Regions from separate parts of the Ovis aries genome. Here region 2 is linked to region 1. Evidence: chromatin contacts called from public Hi-C data. All regions are on one chromosome and are shown on one strand. The core of a region is the stretch at or near the end of the contact, and the rest is flanking DNA. Distances in the headings are between cores, read along the strand shown.

Region 1 (3,287 bases), core at 370-2,869:
TCACCAGGTAGCCATGATTTGGTAGTCATCACCCACCCACCTTTCCACAGCTAAAGACAAAGCCAACTAAGTTTAAAGGTAACTGCCCGCACATCATGGGCCTTTGTGAAGACAGATGCACGCACTTAAGTCAACAAACAGCATGACGACTAAGAGCAGTTGGTCCCACAAAGTCCTCAGGCCAAGTACTCAGATGACATTGTCCCTGGGGCTGTTAAGGATAGACATCCCCACCCACTTAGTTGTCCAAACCTGAAAACTGGGGCTTATGTTTGACTCTCGGTCTCTCTTTGAACTCCGTTACATCTATTCAATCACTGCTGCTGCTGCTGCTGTTGCTGCTGCTAAGTCGCTTCAATCGTGTCTGACTCTGTGCAACCTCATAGACAGCAGCCCACCAGGCTCCCGCATCCCTGGGATTCTCCAGGCAAGAACGCTAGGTCTTGTTGATTTTTGAATCAGTGCACTACCTACCCTCCATCTCCACTACCAAGTTTCAGTTCAGATCACTATCAGCCCTAGTCTCCATTACTGCAGTAACCTTCTATCTGGACTCCTTGCCACCAACCTGTTCTTCTTGTATTCTTTCTCCATAGGAAAGCAGAATTTTTGAAAATGAAAATCTAATTGTGTCATCGTCTACTTAAAAATCTTTCAGTGGCTGGCCACTGTTTTCAGAATAAGGTTCAGGCTGTAAAAAAAAATGCCTATATGACTGGTCTCTGCTTTTCAGTCTCATCTGTTATCCACTCTCCCTCAAATCACATTTCAGTCAAACTCAGCTACTGTGTTTTCCCATCATGCTTTTGCATTTATTGTTACTTCTGCCTTTTCAGTCCTCCTGACTCAGGTAAGGTGTAGTCCCCCCACTCCCCTTAGCTTTCAACTCAGGTGCACTTCATCCACAAAATCTTTCCACTTCATCCCCAAACTTGGTCCCCTTCAGTGTGTTCCTCAGCGACCTGAATTACTCCATTTATAGTACTGCATCTCACTAAATCAGAATTGTCTCTTTTGCCGTGCATTCTCCACCACATTACAAGCTCAGAGAAGTCATAGGCCACATCCTGTTCCTCCATATATCGAACAGCCTTCATAGGCCTGGGGTATAACACTCAACACTTCTTCAATGCATAAAAGGTAGGGGAAAGAAGCACCTGGAAAAACTCCGAATAACAATGATAATCGGTTGCAGTCATTTCAGATGAGATGAAGGCTGTTACAAAATCCTCTGAGTCAGGATGCAGAACACAGCACCATCTCTCCTCGGCCTCAGCCCAGCCCTGCTTCGTTCACTCAGAACTCACTTCGACCTGTCTGAACACCCCCCCCACACCCCCGCCCCCAACCCCCCGAAGCTAGTGACTCCTCAAAGCCTCAGGCTTTGAAGTCGCTCAGGGCCGCCCTTGGGCTCAAAAGCATTTAACACTTCCGATGGGGTGAGGGAGTGATGGGATTGCGTGGCCGGTGTCTCGCTCTTGCTCTCATGGCTATTTTCCTACTCGGGAAGTCGCCGCCCCAGTTTGTCAAGACAACCAGACGCTGTGACGCGTCATCAACCAGCTACGCGTGAAAAGGTGGGGCCACAAGAGAATCGCGAAGGAAGTGACGTAAAAAAAGAGCGCCTCGAAGAACTTGAGATGGGAGCACGTGGGGGCCATGGCCCCGCGGCGCCTCCTGTTGGTTGGGGAAGGGAATTTCTCTTTTGCCGTCGCTCTGGGTGAGACCCTGGATCCAAACACTAGTCTAACCGCCACCTGTCCCCAGCGCTCAGCGGACCTGGCCCGGGATCTGGTGGCCCGAGAGAACATACAGCGCCTGCGCGAGCGAGGTAGCGAAGCCCCGCCCTCCACGAAGCCACGCCCAGCTGTGGCGCCCCTCGAAGTGGAAAGGGTGGGAATAGTGGGGATTCAGGGAACTTGGCCGTTGCTCTTGGTCTTCCCCGGGGCTTCCCAGGTGGCTGTTAGTGGTAAAACACCCGCCTGCCAATGCAAGAGTCGTAACAGATGCGGGTTCTTAAGAGATCCCTGGGTGGGGAAGATCCCCTGGAGAAGGGCATGGCACCCCCCTCCAGGATCCTTACCTGGAGAATCACATGGACAGAGGACCCTAGCCGGCTACAGTCCATAGGGTCTCAAAGAGTCTGACTGGACCAAAGCGACTTAGCACACACGCACTTCATCTTCCCATGGACATTGACAGACAGCCTGCTGTGTGCCTGGACTTGGGCTGTTTTGCACTTCGTGTTGGGGAGGGTTTTTCTCTCGTTCCAAGGCTTTATTACATCCTCCTGTCTATATTTCATGCCAGGTAATGAGGTACGCTTCGGTGTGAACTGCACCCACCTGGCAGATGCCTTTGAACCACACAGAGAATTTGATCGAATTTATTTTAACTTTCCGCACTGTGGGCGCAAAGCTGGAGTAGCTAAGAACAGGGAACTGCTTGCCAAGTTTTTCCGGAGGTGAGGAGAGCTGAGCATTCACGAGTGAAATGTTTAAGATGTACATTGCCTCTCAGACATGTTAGTTTGGGAAATAGGACTTAAAAGAGAACGTGTTGCTCCAAAGGAACCCAGTCTAGTTGGAGAGGCAGACATTTAACCCTAAATGCTAAGTACAAGTGCAAACATGTACTGTTGGGCCAGAAAAGGGAGGGTCACCTATTTTTGATAATGCAAAATGATAGTAGCCAGTATAAACTAATTTAGGAGACAAACTATCTGCATTCAAATCCCCACCCACCACTTAGTAGCTTTGTGGTTTTTGTGATTGTTTACCTGATCCTTATTTGCTTTTGCTTCCTCATCCATAAACTGAAGATATTAACATAACTACCTCATAAAATTATTGTGAACTTAAAAGTGCTGTATACTATTATACCAAAACATGAAACATAGTTATCATGAAACTTTGCACAGAGGCAGTATTTTAAGTTAGTATTTGAAGTACAAGTAAAATTTTAACAAGCAGGAGGGGAGTGAAAAGAACAGCTTTCTAAATGAGAAAGAACAGCCTGATCACTGAACCACATATAGTAATTTTATAGACATTGACTTTTCAATGAAATATAGGTGAACAATAGAAATGTGAAGCTGGATAACTTTCTGGTCAGCCACTAATATTAGTTATGAGTTGAGCATTGAATTTAAATTCTTACTTCCAGCTCCTTTTTTTGCATGTTTGAAGTCTTAATAGATCTTTACAAATAGATATGATTGGATTTTAATTATCTCACAGACCAACCATGTATATACAGCTAACTCCTACTTGTTTCTGGTAAATGAT
Region 2 (3,287 bases), core at 535-3,034, 170 kb before region 1:
TTCATCTTACTGGGCCTTTCTGCACAAGGCACTAGTGGCTGCTTCTCTCTTCTCTGACAGAACTCTCTTCAGCTTCTCCCTTTGATTCTCTGATCATATCAGTCTCCTCCTGCCTCTGCTCTTAAATGCTCACCCAGGAATCCATCATCTGCCCTTTGCTCTCCCTGCTGCCTAGGCCCACCCCTAGACATTTTGTCCACTCAACTTCTAGAGCCTTTAGGTTTGTGACACCCAAGTCTGTATTCCCAGGCTTGATCTCTCTCCAGTTTCAGAAGTTTGAGTACCTGCAAGCTCTCTCCCCTGAGGTATCCCACCTGGTCCTCAAACTCACTATGGCAAAAACTAAAATCACCCTTCAACACGTTTTCTCATTCAAACTTGCCTCTCATTTGCATGTTCCTCATTTTGTTTAATGATATCCCAGTCATTCATCAACCTAAACCAAAAATCTGGAAATCATGTAAGACTTCCCTTCTAAATTCAGTCAAATACCAAATCATACTGATATAACTCCTTAGCATTTCTTGAGACTCTTAAGTACTACTTTCCAACTTCAGGACCTCACCATGTTTGCCTAGACTACTACAATAAGTGTCTCAATTCATCTCCTAACTTATGTCTTAGCTTGTCCCATCTACCATGATGGCCATCTATAATATCACACAGTTATCAAGGTGGTCAATCTAACTGCAAATCTGTGTAAAATGTTTCACCGGCTCCCTTTCACATAAAGAAAAATGCATACTCCACATCAAGACAAATTTTTCTGAGATTTGATTTCAGTTTAGTTTTCCAGAACCATCTCATTCCTCACCTAGAGCTTCATGTTCTAACATCCAATTTGTTTTCTCTCACAACAAGCAGTTTCTATGCCTTTCATCATTGCTTCTGCTCATCCCACTAGCTCTAACTGTAATGCCCTTCTTCCTGTGGCCTTCCCTACCCTCAAGACTCAAATCAGGCACAGCTCCTTCAGCAAGTGAGACAATATAATCGTTCCGAAACACAGAGCTAGTATAGTCTTCTGGATTGGCATACAACTTAGATACTGTGCTGTAGTTTTTGCTTTCTGTCATATTACGCTTATGTAGTTTTCCTATAAAAATGGAAACTCTTTTTAAGGGTTGGAACTGCGCTTTCTCACATTTTTAACCCAATCATACTACAGTATACTTGTATAACCCAAACGCCCCCTCAATGAGTATCGAACTGAACTCCAAGGAAAACGACCAATACGTAAATTGGGACTTAAACACTGACACTTTTTTCTGATTCAGGGTGGGAACATTCCAAAGACAGGGAATGCGGAGAAAAAGAGAACTCGAGAACACAGCCGCTGCAGGACTATAACTTTCAGGCTACCCCCATCACCACGTCAGCCCAGAGCAGGGGAAATACGCACTCGGGTGGACATCTGGACACGAAGACAACGCTGGTCATGCTGTGCCAAAGGAAAGGAGGGACCCCCCCCCCCGCGCCCCCCGCTGAAAAGGTCTCACCACCCAGCAGACGAATCCTAACCGCATTCCTTTCCCCGGCTGGAGGCTGTGCTAAGAACCTCCGGCTGCCCTCACCTCGCCCTTCTCTGACGCCGCAGAGGACACTTAGCCTCCAGAGAGTCGCCATGTCGCTCTGGAAGGTTCAAGGTCAACCAGCAACCCGGAAGCAGTCATACGACAACATCCGCCCGCGACGAGGAAGAAAACAGAAAAGGAAAACGCCGCGTGAACCGGAAGTTGGAATTGGCGCGGGCCCGCCGTACATGCGCAGATAATTCCTCGGAAGGTCGGTATCTGGACGCAGAAGATGGCGGAGCTGGGTGAGGCGGATGAAGCCGAGTTGCAACGCCTGGTGGCGGCCGAACAGCAGAAAGCGCAGTTCACTGCACAGGTGCGGGGACAGGGACTAGTGTGAAGAGAAAGAAGGGTGAATACAAGTCCCAGGCACTCGCGGAGCTCTGAACGCTGGCGGCGTGGGGCGGCCGCCCGCCGCTCCGTGCTTGCTGCGCGTACTTCTGCTCACTAAAGAAACGAGTCACTTCTGCCGCTCGTTACCTGCAGTGCTCAGATGCCCTGTGAGCCTAGCGTAGGGGAAAGAGAAGGTGTAAAGCGAAGCAAAAAGGTTCGGGTGTCGCAAGTGCACGGAAGCTTAGTTTGGTGGCGAGCTCTCTAGGCTGGCATTGAGAGGACCCAGCTTCTCATACCGCTCTGTCCCTTACAGGCCACGTGCCCCTAAACAAAATACTCACCCACCGTAGGTCTTGGTTTCACAGCAGGCAGTGGCCTGCTGCCTCACAGGATGTCGAGGATCATAAGCAATAATGTATTTGAAAACGATATAGTAGTAGAGCATTATTGGATAAAAGTGGGCTGAAGTAGTCAGTCTAGACTGTTAGGTTAGAACAAGAGCTTCGGAGCATAGTTCCAGCCCCGGCGTCGAGCTTTACTAGCTGCATGATCTTGCACTTATTACTTACCGTGCCTCTTAAATGGAGGTGACAGTCATCCTTTAAGACCGCGAAAAGAAGTGACTTACTACTTAGTACCCCAGCCTCCCGAAATAGCTAAGCCCTTGGTAAATGGTTATTCCCCGCTTTAGCGGGAAGTGGAGGTGGTGGGAAGGGGAGGACTCGTGGAAGGTAAGTGGCAAGAACCCTAGTTCGAAATCTTCGGGTCCTGAACATTTTGAAAGCGCACCCATTTTCTGTGCTTCTGTGTGTATTTTTCTGTAGATTGCGTCCGTAACCGTCATTGATTCTCACATGTCCCTGAGCCCCAAAAGGTCAACGACTTAAGAACTGCTAAAGAATAGGCTTAGAATGAGATGAGTGCAGTGGTTTGGGGGAATTAATTGGTACCATAGCTTTCCCAGCTTACACTGGTGTTAATTTGGAAATAAGTTATCGATCCTGCCTGCAGTTTTACAGTCTGATTGAGGAAGTGACACAGAAAATAATGGCGCTCTCAAGGAGGTGATAATAAACTGGAAAAACCATTAGGGCCAAGTTAAGTATGCTGTGTGTGGACCTACCTCATTGAAACACATTGGTTGGGTGTTAAATAAGGGAGTGCCCTGAGTGGCTAACAAAGAAACTGACGCATTAGGCCAGCACTGGGGTGACTTGATCAAAAGTACCTATTTTTCAGTTACTAAGGAGAAAAATAGACAAGGAGAGGATGAAAGTATTGTTGCAGGGCAGGAATGAGGAGTTGGACTGTATTGGTAACAAATTAGGAAGTGAGGAAGGAGTCAAAGAATGGTTTAGTCAGGTAACAGAAAATGAGAAA

The links. A called contact is a pair of places that touch in the nucleus more often than the background predicts.
Region 2: a Hi-C map of muscle shows a contact between it and region 1, with 5 times the contacts expected there. The contact joins the promoter of TIMM8B here to the promoter of FDXACB1 in region 1. A contact is called at or near these places in 4 of 16 Hi-C or Micro-C datasets (blood, liver and muscle).

Annotation. Positions count from the first base shown.
Region 1 is chr15:21,915,619-21,918,905 of ARS-UI_Ramb_v3.0, reverse strand. FDXACB1 (ferredoxin-fold anticodon binding domain containing 1) reads left to right here and starts at 1,619. Exons shown (of 5, transcript XM_004016016.6): 1 at 1,619-1,831; 2 at 2,311-2,464. The coding sequence starts at 1,660. CFAP68 (cilia and flagella associated protein 68) reads right to left here and starts at 2,235. Exons shown (of 4, transcript XM_060399276.1): 1 at 2,084-2,235. The coding sequence starts at 2,128.
Region 2 is chr15:22,081,108-22,084,394 of ARS-UI_Ramb_v3.0, reverse strand. TIMM8B (translocase of inner mitochondrial membrane 8 homolog B) reads left to right here and starts at 1,784. Exons shown (of 2, transcript XM_004016024.4): 1 at 1,784-1,890. The coding sequence starts at 1,807. SDHD (succinate dehydrogenase complex subunit D) reads right to left here and starts at 1,653. Exons shown (of 5, transcript XM_060399701.1): 1 at 1,575-1,653. The coding sequence starts at 1,626. It overlaps NKAPD1 (NKAP domain containing 1), which reads right to left. Exons shown (of 7, transcript XM_060399700.1): 7 at 3,243-3,287.